Regions from separate parts of the Mus musculus genome. Here all the other regions are linked to region 1. A link is a contact called in public Hi-C and promoter capture Hi-C data. All regions are on one chromosome and are shown on one strand. Each heading gives the region's core, a stretch centred on a gene start, on an enhancer-like site or on the middle of the called end of the contact. The rest is flanking DNA. Distances are from core to core; before and after follow the strand shown.

The links. Promoter capture Hi-C pulls out the DNA fragments that hold promoters and counts their contacts. A called contact is a pair of places that touch in the nucleus more often than the background predicts.
Region 2: a contact with region 1 is called in a Hi-C map of regulatory T cells, with 5 times the contacts expected there. The contact joins the promoter of Slc44a1 here to the promoter of Rnf20 in region 1. A contact is called at or near these places in 1 of 39 promoter capture datasets (cranial neural crest) and 2 of 484 Hi-C or Micro-C datasets (CD4 T cells and regulatory T cells).
Region 3: a contact with region 1 is called in a promoter capture Hi-C map of pre-B cells. The contact joins the promoter of Fktn here to the promoter of Rnf20 in region 1. A contact is called at or near these places in 1 of 39 promoter capture datasets (pre-B cells) and 1 of 484 Hi-C or Micro-C datasets (CD4 T cells).

What each region holds. Positions count from the first base shown.
Region 1 is chr4:49,630,557-49,633,693 of GRCm38.p6, forward strand. It overlaps Rnf20 (ring finger protein 20), which reads left to right and starts at 1,504. Exons shown (of 21, transcript NM_182999.2): 1 at 1,504-1,655; 2 at 1,809-1,956; 3 at 2,698-2,854. The coding sequence starts at 2,726. Gm45952 (predicted gene, 45952) reads right to left here and starts at 1,396. Exons shown (of 2, transcript NR_168526.1): 1 at 1,299-1,396; 2 at 102-307.
Region 2 is chr4:53,439,055-53,441,860 of GRCm38.p6, forward strand. It overlaps Slc44a1 (solute carrier family 44, member 1), which reads left to right and starts at 1,362. Exons shown (of 16, transcript NM_001374697.1): 1 at 1,362-1,662. The coding sequence starts at 1,630.
Region 3 is chr4:53,712,653-53,715,428 of GRCm38.p6, forward strand. Fktn (fukutin) reads left to right here and starts at 1,502. Exons shown (of 10, transcript NM_139309.5): 1 at 1,502-1,543.

The DNA of each region.
Region 1 (3,137 bases), core at 254-2,753:
TTATCTGCTGTCATTGGTTAATTTGCCACAATTTCAGAAGCCACACTGCTTTTCAAGGGCAGATTAGATCGATTGCCTTTTTATCATTAAAATGCATTTAGTAAAATTGAATGATGTAGTTTATTTCTAACGTAAAAAAAATATCAACGCTCAATAAATTTTAAACATCCTGGTACTGGCCTGGCAAGATGGTTTAGTGGGTAAAGGTGCTTGTCACCCCGAGTTCAGCCCTTGAGACCCGAGCCTTCGAAGTACGACCTAGCTCCAAAAGTTGTCCTCTGAGCTTTACATGTGGGCACTCGAACACCTATGCACACATTAAAAAAAAATCATATTAAGACGGGTACTGAGATTACAGACTAATTGACTTGTTCTTAATTAACACCCTCCTCCCCCCCCCCGACCCCCCCCCCCCCATCCCCAGTGTCTCTGGTCAGTATCTTATCCTCTCCAAACACTAAAGCAGTAGTTTCCAAACCTGTGATGAGAATCCATAGGGGGAAGATGGGATGGGATGAAGGTGGCTTTATTTTTTTTTTTATTTTTTATTTTTGGTTTTTGAGACAGGGTTTCTCTGCGTAGCTCTGGCTGTCCTGGAACTCACTCTGTAGACTATGCTGGCCTTGAACTCAGAAATCTGCCTGCCTCTGCCTCCCAAGTGCTGGGATTAAAGGCATGCGCCACCACCGCCCGGCGAAGGTGACTTTTTAACCCTACAAGAGACTAAAGTTCTCCAGCTGAGTGTCATTTGCAGGTAGTGCTAAATAGAGACCCCGCTTATTTATTTTGGCCTTCCCAGACAGGAGTTTCTCTGTGTAGTATTTATTTATTTTGAGGCAGGGTTTCTATGCATAGTATGTATGTATTTATGTGCTTATTTATTTTGGTTTTTCAAGACATGGTTTCTCTGTGTAGCTCCGGCTGTACGAGAACTCGCTTTGTAGACCAGGCTAGCCTTGAACTCAGAGGAATCAGCCCGCTTCTACCTCCTGAGTGCTGGGATTAAAGGCGAGTGCTACCATCGCCGTGCTGGAATCCCCTTTAAGGAAACTACACAGAACTAGAAATCGGTCAAATTCCTTGAGTTTTACGCAGGCTATTTCATCTCTTTAAAGAGTGCTCCACCCACACCTCAGGTAAGGGCGCTTGCCCTTTGGGAGATGGACAGGACCATCAACCAATTAGCAGCTTGGATGAGATAGGACCGCCCCCCCAACACAAAACATAAACAAAACGCTTTCCGTCAGTAATAATAATGGACCTTAAAAAAAAGAAAACAAAAAACAAAAAAACCGTACACAATGCTTCGCGTTGAAGAGACCGGTCACTTTGGGACTGGAGTCTGAAACAGTCCCCGCCCATCCCAACACAGAGGCGGCAGCGCACACGCAGAACTGACTGCGCCCCCTCCTCACGCGTCACTTCCGCCTGGCGGTCTCCCACACGTCACTTCCGCCCTCTCCTCGCCGTGCCTCGGGTAAAGTTGAAGCAACTTCCTTTTCCTTTTCCCTACTTCCTCTCCGTGCCTCCGCCTCCGTGGAGCTCAGTCCCTCTCGCAGCGGATCCCAAGTGAATCCCTTGGAGTCCCTCTCGGGCCTTCGTGAAGAAGCGCTGGGAGCCGCGCGCTCCCTGCGGCGGGAGTTGCCAGAGCCCAGGTTTGCTCTGTCGTCTGCTGCTCCCGGGCCGTGAGCGGCGAGGACTCTCGGGTCCCATCTTCCCGGCCTGTAGTTAGCCACGCCGGAGCCAGCGGCCAGCGCTCTCCAGTCAAGCTGCGCTCTCTCCTCAGCTCCCGTCTCCTCTCTTTGCAGGCGAGGTCCAACCCAGATTGCTGCTTGCCATTGACGCCTCGTCCCGGAGTTTGGATCGGAAGCCGGCTGGATGTAGACCCCTGATGGCCGCGGTGCTCGCCATCTAGCATCCATTCCACCTCCTTGTGAGTTTCGGAACCAGAGTCAGGTAGGAAATACTGAAAGAGCATCCCGTCTGAACAGATAAAGAAACGGGGATTGTTGGCAGGTTCGGTCTCTAAAGGCAGCCCGGCTCCCCAAAGGAAGCGCTGGGGTGCTCACCTACGTCTGACATCTGGAGAACTAACTGCTCAGGGAGCGTTTACAAGGCTCTGCAAAGAGAACGCTTGCATTTCTGGGTGCTTAGTGTTCATCTGACATTATGCTAAGTTGTTTCTATAACTATGCCATCCATTTGTTGCAGTAAGTCTAGCAACATGTTGTTGTCCTTCGTTTAGGAAACCGAGATTCAGAGATAACTGACTTGTATAGGATTAATGACTTAGCTAATGTTTCCCACGTCTCTTGCCCCAAGTCTCCTAATACTTTAACCTTAACCTCTGTCATAAATAAACTCTCCTTCTTTTAGTTTTTTGTTTTTGGCATCTCAGGAAGTGAGAATCCTGAAATTTATTCATAGCTTCTCTATTATTTGAGTAGAATTTTATTTGTTATTAGCATCTTGTGTAGAAATTTATAATCCTGTCAATCCCATTCCTCAACAGTTCCCCTCCCCCTTCTCTCTTGATTTAGGGTTGATGGGTTTTGTCGTAGAATTATTTGATTTAGGTTAAAGAGTTGGCCTGAAAAAAATTACTAGTTTTTATATACAGGTACTTTATATTGTGGCATGTCTGCTTATCTTGATTCAGTTCATGTTTTCTATTTTTGTTTCTGTTTTTTCATTCAGAAAAATATAACTGTCATCTTATACCAAGATGTCAGGAATTGGAAATAAAAGAGCAGCTGGAGAGCCGGGCACATCTATGCCTCCAGAGAAGAAGACAGCTGTTGAAGATTCAGGGACCACCGTGGAAACAATTAAGTTAGGAGGTGTCTCTTCAACGGTACGAGAAAACGAGGCTGCAAAAGTGTGCTTGGCTTCTGTCAGTTGTTCCTGAAAGTAGAAATTTATGGAAGCTTCTTGAATTAAGAGATAAGCATTAGCAAAGAAGAGGGAAATAGATGAATTGATGTGGTGGTCAGTTCTTGAAGTGAGGTGTATTAATTTATGTTTGATCTGTATTTGCAAGCTGTGGTGTTTATTTTATTTTATTTTATTGAGAGTCTGACTACAGTAGTCTTTGCTATAGTTAATTGGCACTTTTCCCTTACTGAAAAATAGGTGCC
Region 2 (2,806 bases), core at 112-2,611, 3.8 Mb after region 1:
CTTCACAGAGGATCATGAGGTTTGGAGGAACAAGCCATCCAGGAAATGGTAATGCAAAACACCAACTAGGGAATTTTCTGTGTGTGAGTTTGTCTCCATTCCATACCCCTCCCACCCACACCCATTCCCCACCCTCTTGTTTAGATTTCTCCTTTCCTTGCTCCTCTAGTCAACTTCCCCTTTGAGTTTGAGTCACCTTGAAATCTGCCTTTTATGGACAAGTCAGCATTTCTGGGGTCTCACTCTGGTATCTTTGCAAACCTTTTGATCCCAGTCTTTGCAACACCTTGACAATATGAAACAAGACCGGAATGTTTATATGAGTGTTAGATACATGCGCGTTTCGGTGATAGTTAATCATGACCTTGTTTACTCTCGCCATTTTTAAACTGCTCTCGCTTCACTGTATCTGTAATGACTTCCCTAACATTGGAAATTTCTTAAAGGTTGTGCATGTCTAACTTGTTGCTACCCCCAACGCATATTAATACAGGTTTCGTTTTTTTTAATAAGAGAGTAGCAACTTTGCCTTTTATCGCCTGTTTAATCTTAGTGCCATAAATTTCTAGACTGTAATATAGTGAGTGCCTCGGTAAATATTTTAAAGATGAATTGGTGCGTGTGTTTATGTGTGTGCCCGCGCTACCATGTGTAAGAAAGTTTAGTGAAGAACCAACATGGCTTTGACTTGAGGGCCTGGAGTACTACCTTCCCCTCCCATTTCTGGCTCTTTTACTACAATTTCCAGTTGGGTGCTCTCACTGTCGTCGGCCTCCTTCAAGGCTTAGTGTCCACATCAGCAAAATGGGGCCAGGAGCAACAGATGATATTTTTCCACTTCCATCACCCATTCCTTCTCCATGGGAGGTTTTGCAAATACTCTCTCTTCTGGGTAACATAAACAGCCGCCAGAGCCCTAAAAAAAGCTCCGGGTCAGTGACCTCAGAGGCGCTCCCACCCGGGAGAAGGAGCGACCCCCGGTGACCTCCCCGTGCCTCGCGCGTACAGAAGCAAGTCGGCCGCCTTCCCTCTGCGAGCCCGCCGGGTCCACGGGCGCCTCGGCCTCAGACGCCCTCTCGCCGCCCCGAGGCAGAGCTCGGCCTCGGTGCCACCGCGAAATGGGCCCGGCGCCGCGCAGACTCCTGCGCGCGCCCAAGGGCCCGGCCTCGTTCTGGGCTGCCGTCGTCCCCGCCGTCCGCGCCGCGCGGCGCTGCACTGGGGGCGGGGAGTCTGATGGGAGACGCGCGCGGCGCCGAGGAGGAGGCGGCTGCAGCCCGGGAGAGGGAGCGGGAGCGGGACTGGGAGCGGGTGGTGGGAGGCGGGGGCCAGGGGGAGGGGCTGCCGCCGCCGCCCGCCCCTTTCCGCTGGGGAGCAGCTGCAGCAGCAGGAGCGGAGCCGGAGCCGCGCAGCCGCCGCCGCCGCCGCTGCCGCCGCCGGGGGATGTGGCCGGCGCCTGCCCCGGACCGCGCAGCCTCCTGAGTTCTTGCCGCTGTCGCCGTCGCCGCCGTCGCTGCCGAGTCGTGCGGGGCCAGGCCGCGCCCTCCCCGGGCGCCCGCCGGCTCGCATGCCGAGGGGCTCCGGGGCGTAGCTGCGCGCCCGGCGCCGCCTCCGGGCTCCTCCGGCCCCGCCATGGGCTGCTGCAGCTCCGCCTCCGCCGCGCAGGTGAGGGGCTCCCGCCTCCCGGCCGCCCGCCCGGATGCCACCCCGCGCTGTGAGCGCCTGCCGAGCCGTGCCCTTCGCTCCCCTGCCGTGCCCTGCGCCCCTCCGGTCCCCGCCGACCTCGGCGCTTCGTGCCTGGTCCCCCAATGCCCGCTGCGCTCCCTCCCCCGCTTTCGCACCTGAGCAGCCCGTCCCGCCCGTCTGCAGGTAGAGGCGCCCCGGGCGCCCGCTCTGCCCCGGGGAGGCATACGCTTCCCTCTCCTTGGGGCCCGCCAGCCTGCTCTCCACCTCCGCCGAGCCCCCCCGCCACCCACAGACTGTTTTCCGTGTCCCCAGAAGGTGTACCCCAGCTTGGGCTCTTCACCTCTCTTCCACCTTATTCTAGTTTCGGATCCATTTAATAAGCTGCCCATTTCCCCTGGTCTGCGGGCCCCCTTGGCCGGGATCAGGTGCTTCACTGGGTCCCGGTGCCCTTCCAGGGCCCATTTCACAGATCCCACCCGCTCGTTCCCCATCCCATCCCCCCTCTGTGCCTTGACCCTGAGCACCGCGGCCTCTCGGCGCACCGAGGCCCCTGCGGGAGCGGGGGGACTGGGCTGGGAAGGAGATTGGGCACCTGGTGGGTGACGGGAGCGTTACGGAAACTCCCTCTTTGTTGCCAGTGTAACAGGAGGAAGAGGTGCCGAATTTAGTTTTTCTGTGGGCACTGGCTGGATGTTGTCGCTGAGGGCTGAGATGCAGAGATTTCTCTCAGCTGCCACCCTGCCCCCATCCAAATTTCGCTAGCCGCCTTCTCTTTCCGATCAGAGCCTTTAACCTGGGTGGAAATGTTTGGACAACTGTGTAAGGATCAGATGTAATAGAACTTGACTGCTGGCCACTAATAACTGAGAGGACCTGTTTGTAAATTATCTAATTTAGTGGATTAGTGAGTGTATTTACAAATACGATAAAAAGCAATCAGGAATACTGCATCAAACTGTCTGGTGGTGGTGTATGAAAAATAGGCTCTGACAACGCCTGGGATGTTTCTCCACAGTTTCATTAGCGTAGAATTTAACAGTAGTCTGTGATTTGTTTGTTTGGTGGTGGTGATGGGGAGAAGTATGCGCTTGCTTCTAGAAATAAAGGCTGGTTGGTTCTTGGC
Region 3 (2,776 bases), core at 252-2,751, 4.1 Mb after region 1:
CCAACAGAAGCGTCTGGGGAGCATTTCACATTCAACCCATCAACAAGGACCATCGATGTCAGCGTGCTTACCTGGTTATTGTCCAACTTCCGGTGTAAGCAGGGCTTTTACTTTGTAAGTTTATATTAAAAAGAATAAGGTTACTTGCAAGTAGAGGAAAATTTAGAAGTAAGTTTCAAAAAAAATTGCTGACAAGTTAAATCTAGGATAACCAAAAGGATTGTCAATTTTCTTTGAAGGGTGCTAAATCCCTTCCTCTAAATCCCAGTCCACTTTATAGAAACAGAAACTTGATAATGTAGATGGCACATTATGACTGTGCTTATATAGGGAAAACAGTGAGATCTAAACTTAAACTTAGCTCAAATCAGAAAACTGGCTAGAAAGCTGGCTAGTCCTCTGCCTCCTGCAAGGTTTATGCAGGATAATATTTACTATGCACTTGAAATCTATTCACTTCTAAAACCCGGGAAGTTTTTTTTTTTCCTCCTTATAATTTCCAGACATAGTTGAGCATAATAAGCATTCCTAATATCTTTTAAAATATCACCTCTTAGTACTCCAATAGGCATCAATTATATTGTGTGCATGTGTGCATGTGTGTGTGCGTGCGTGCATGTGCGTTTGCATGTGTTTAAAGACAAGAGCTCACTCTAGATCCTCTTGCCTTGGCCCCCCAAATACTTGAATTGTAGGCATGTCAGACAATAGAAATTTTTGATACAGCCACATTCCATCACAACTTTTTGAAAAATTCTGTTTTAAGACAAGCATGGCGATGCACACTTGTTATCTCAGCACTTGAGATGTGGAAGATGTGTAGGATCAGTTGAACACCATATTGGCTGAGTAGAATTTAAGGCCAGTCTGAGCTAAATGATATAGAACGGGGTGCGTAGGTAAATTATTTCATTTTTTTCTATACGCCGTTAGTAATTTTCGTAGAAAGAACGTAAAATTACAATAATTTCTTTAGTGCTTTTTAATTTTCAAAAATTCCTATCAAAATCCACATCTGCTCCTTGCCAATAACTCTTTAAATGGCTCTGCTAAAAGCAAAGATGCTAGGTGCCAGGCCCAGAAGCATCTATATTTCTTTCAAGCCCCAAACTGGAAGATCGCATCTTCTAGACCTGGATGTCAAGTAGGCACCTCAACTTCATGAGTACTTGCATCACTACATAGTGCTCTTCCCCATTCTGTCCCCAATAGCAGAATGTAGAGAGAGGAGAAGGGGGAGGAGGGAGGGAGGGAGGGAGGGAGGGAGAAAAAGAATCGTTATCCACCCTAGGTTTGCACTTTCTGCGCTCTGTCTGATGAGCCGTACACTACGGGGGACAGTTCTGTTTTTTCTCTAAACTCCAGGCAGCCTCAGGGCACTGCCGGAGGGACGGCTGATTGCAGATTTCTGATGGCCAAATAGGCCACACTAATAGGAGCGCTCGGAGAACAAAGCAACAGCCAGCGTACGCCGCTGCGCGCTTGACCGCTTCTTTGCGACAGTTGCCGTAAAGCGAGGCCTCCGCCGCAGCTCTAGAGTTAGGTAAGATGAGGGCACCGGGGCCGGGTAGCCGAGCCTGGGCGTGGGCGGGTTCCTTCAGGCACTGTCGCTGGTCTACTGGTATACCCTGAGTAGCGGTCGTCCACCTTTGGGGTACCCTCCCTACGGCGGCGGGGAGGAGTCCGAGGTCGGCCGCAGTCCGTGCACGAGCTTGCTGCCGCCGTCCCCGCTGTCCCGGCGACAGATCGTTCCCACACGCCCATGCTGTCCGTTGATCGTCCTGACCCGCGAGGGTTCGATTTTGGAGGTTCATGGAGACGCTTAAGAGGCCGGGCTGGGACAGTGACGCTTGAGCTGGTTGGCGAGAGCGGACGATGCGGGGAGACCGATCAGGTGTGAGGACCAATGCATGCCAAGGTGGCTCCGCCGGGGAGGAACTGATGCAGCCTGCTGCTGCTCTGAGTGCATCCGACGCCGTGGCATGAACTTACAGGGAAAGGAAGGGGGTTGGCAGGGCAGCCGCCCAGGGAGGGTTCCACCTGAGAAGGACTTTGATGCTGCGCCAAAGCCAAGTTCTGTGTACAGCAAGCAGCCTGCTGCAACTGCTTCGAAGAGAGGTGGTGGTTGGCTTACCAGTCGCTTTCCTCTCTTCTTAGACTCCTCAGTAGTCATTCTTAGTTCGTTTGAAGGAGTGCTCACTATGCTTAATAGTATGATGACGATGGTAATAATAATAAGTAACAATAATAATGATAAGGTGGGCGCGGTTAGCGATGCGAGATAACTGCATGTAGGAACGTTCCTGTCTTCCGTTTACATTATCAGTTGGGGAATATCGGGAAAGATTTGATAAAAATGGGGCCGGGTAGTTAAAAGCTTTAGATAAAAGTCGTCCAGAGAACTGAATTCAGATTTCATCACGATCGCCAATTTCTCAGGTAGTACAAGGCAAGCCGCTTTCTTGTATGTCTCAAGCTTTCTCGGCTATAAAGAATGATATTCCAGTCTTTCTAGTTTGAAGATTTCCATTAAGTAAAAGTCAGCCTGTGAGCCAACCATGGTAACACACACCTGTAATACCAGCACTTTGGAGGCCAAGACAAAAAAAAAAAAAAGCACTAGGAAACAGAGCTGCATAATGATCGACAGACCAGCCTTGGGTAAATGCTCTCAACCAAGCAGTTAGTCACTTGCCTCTTGAGGGAAAGGCTTTACTCACTGTCTTAGTTAGAGCTAATACTACAGTGGTGAAATACCATGACCAAAAGTGACTGG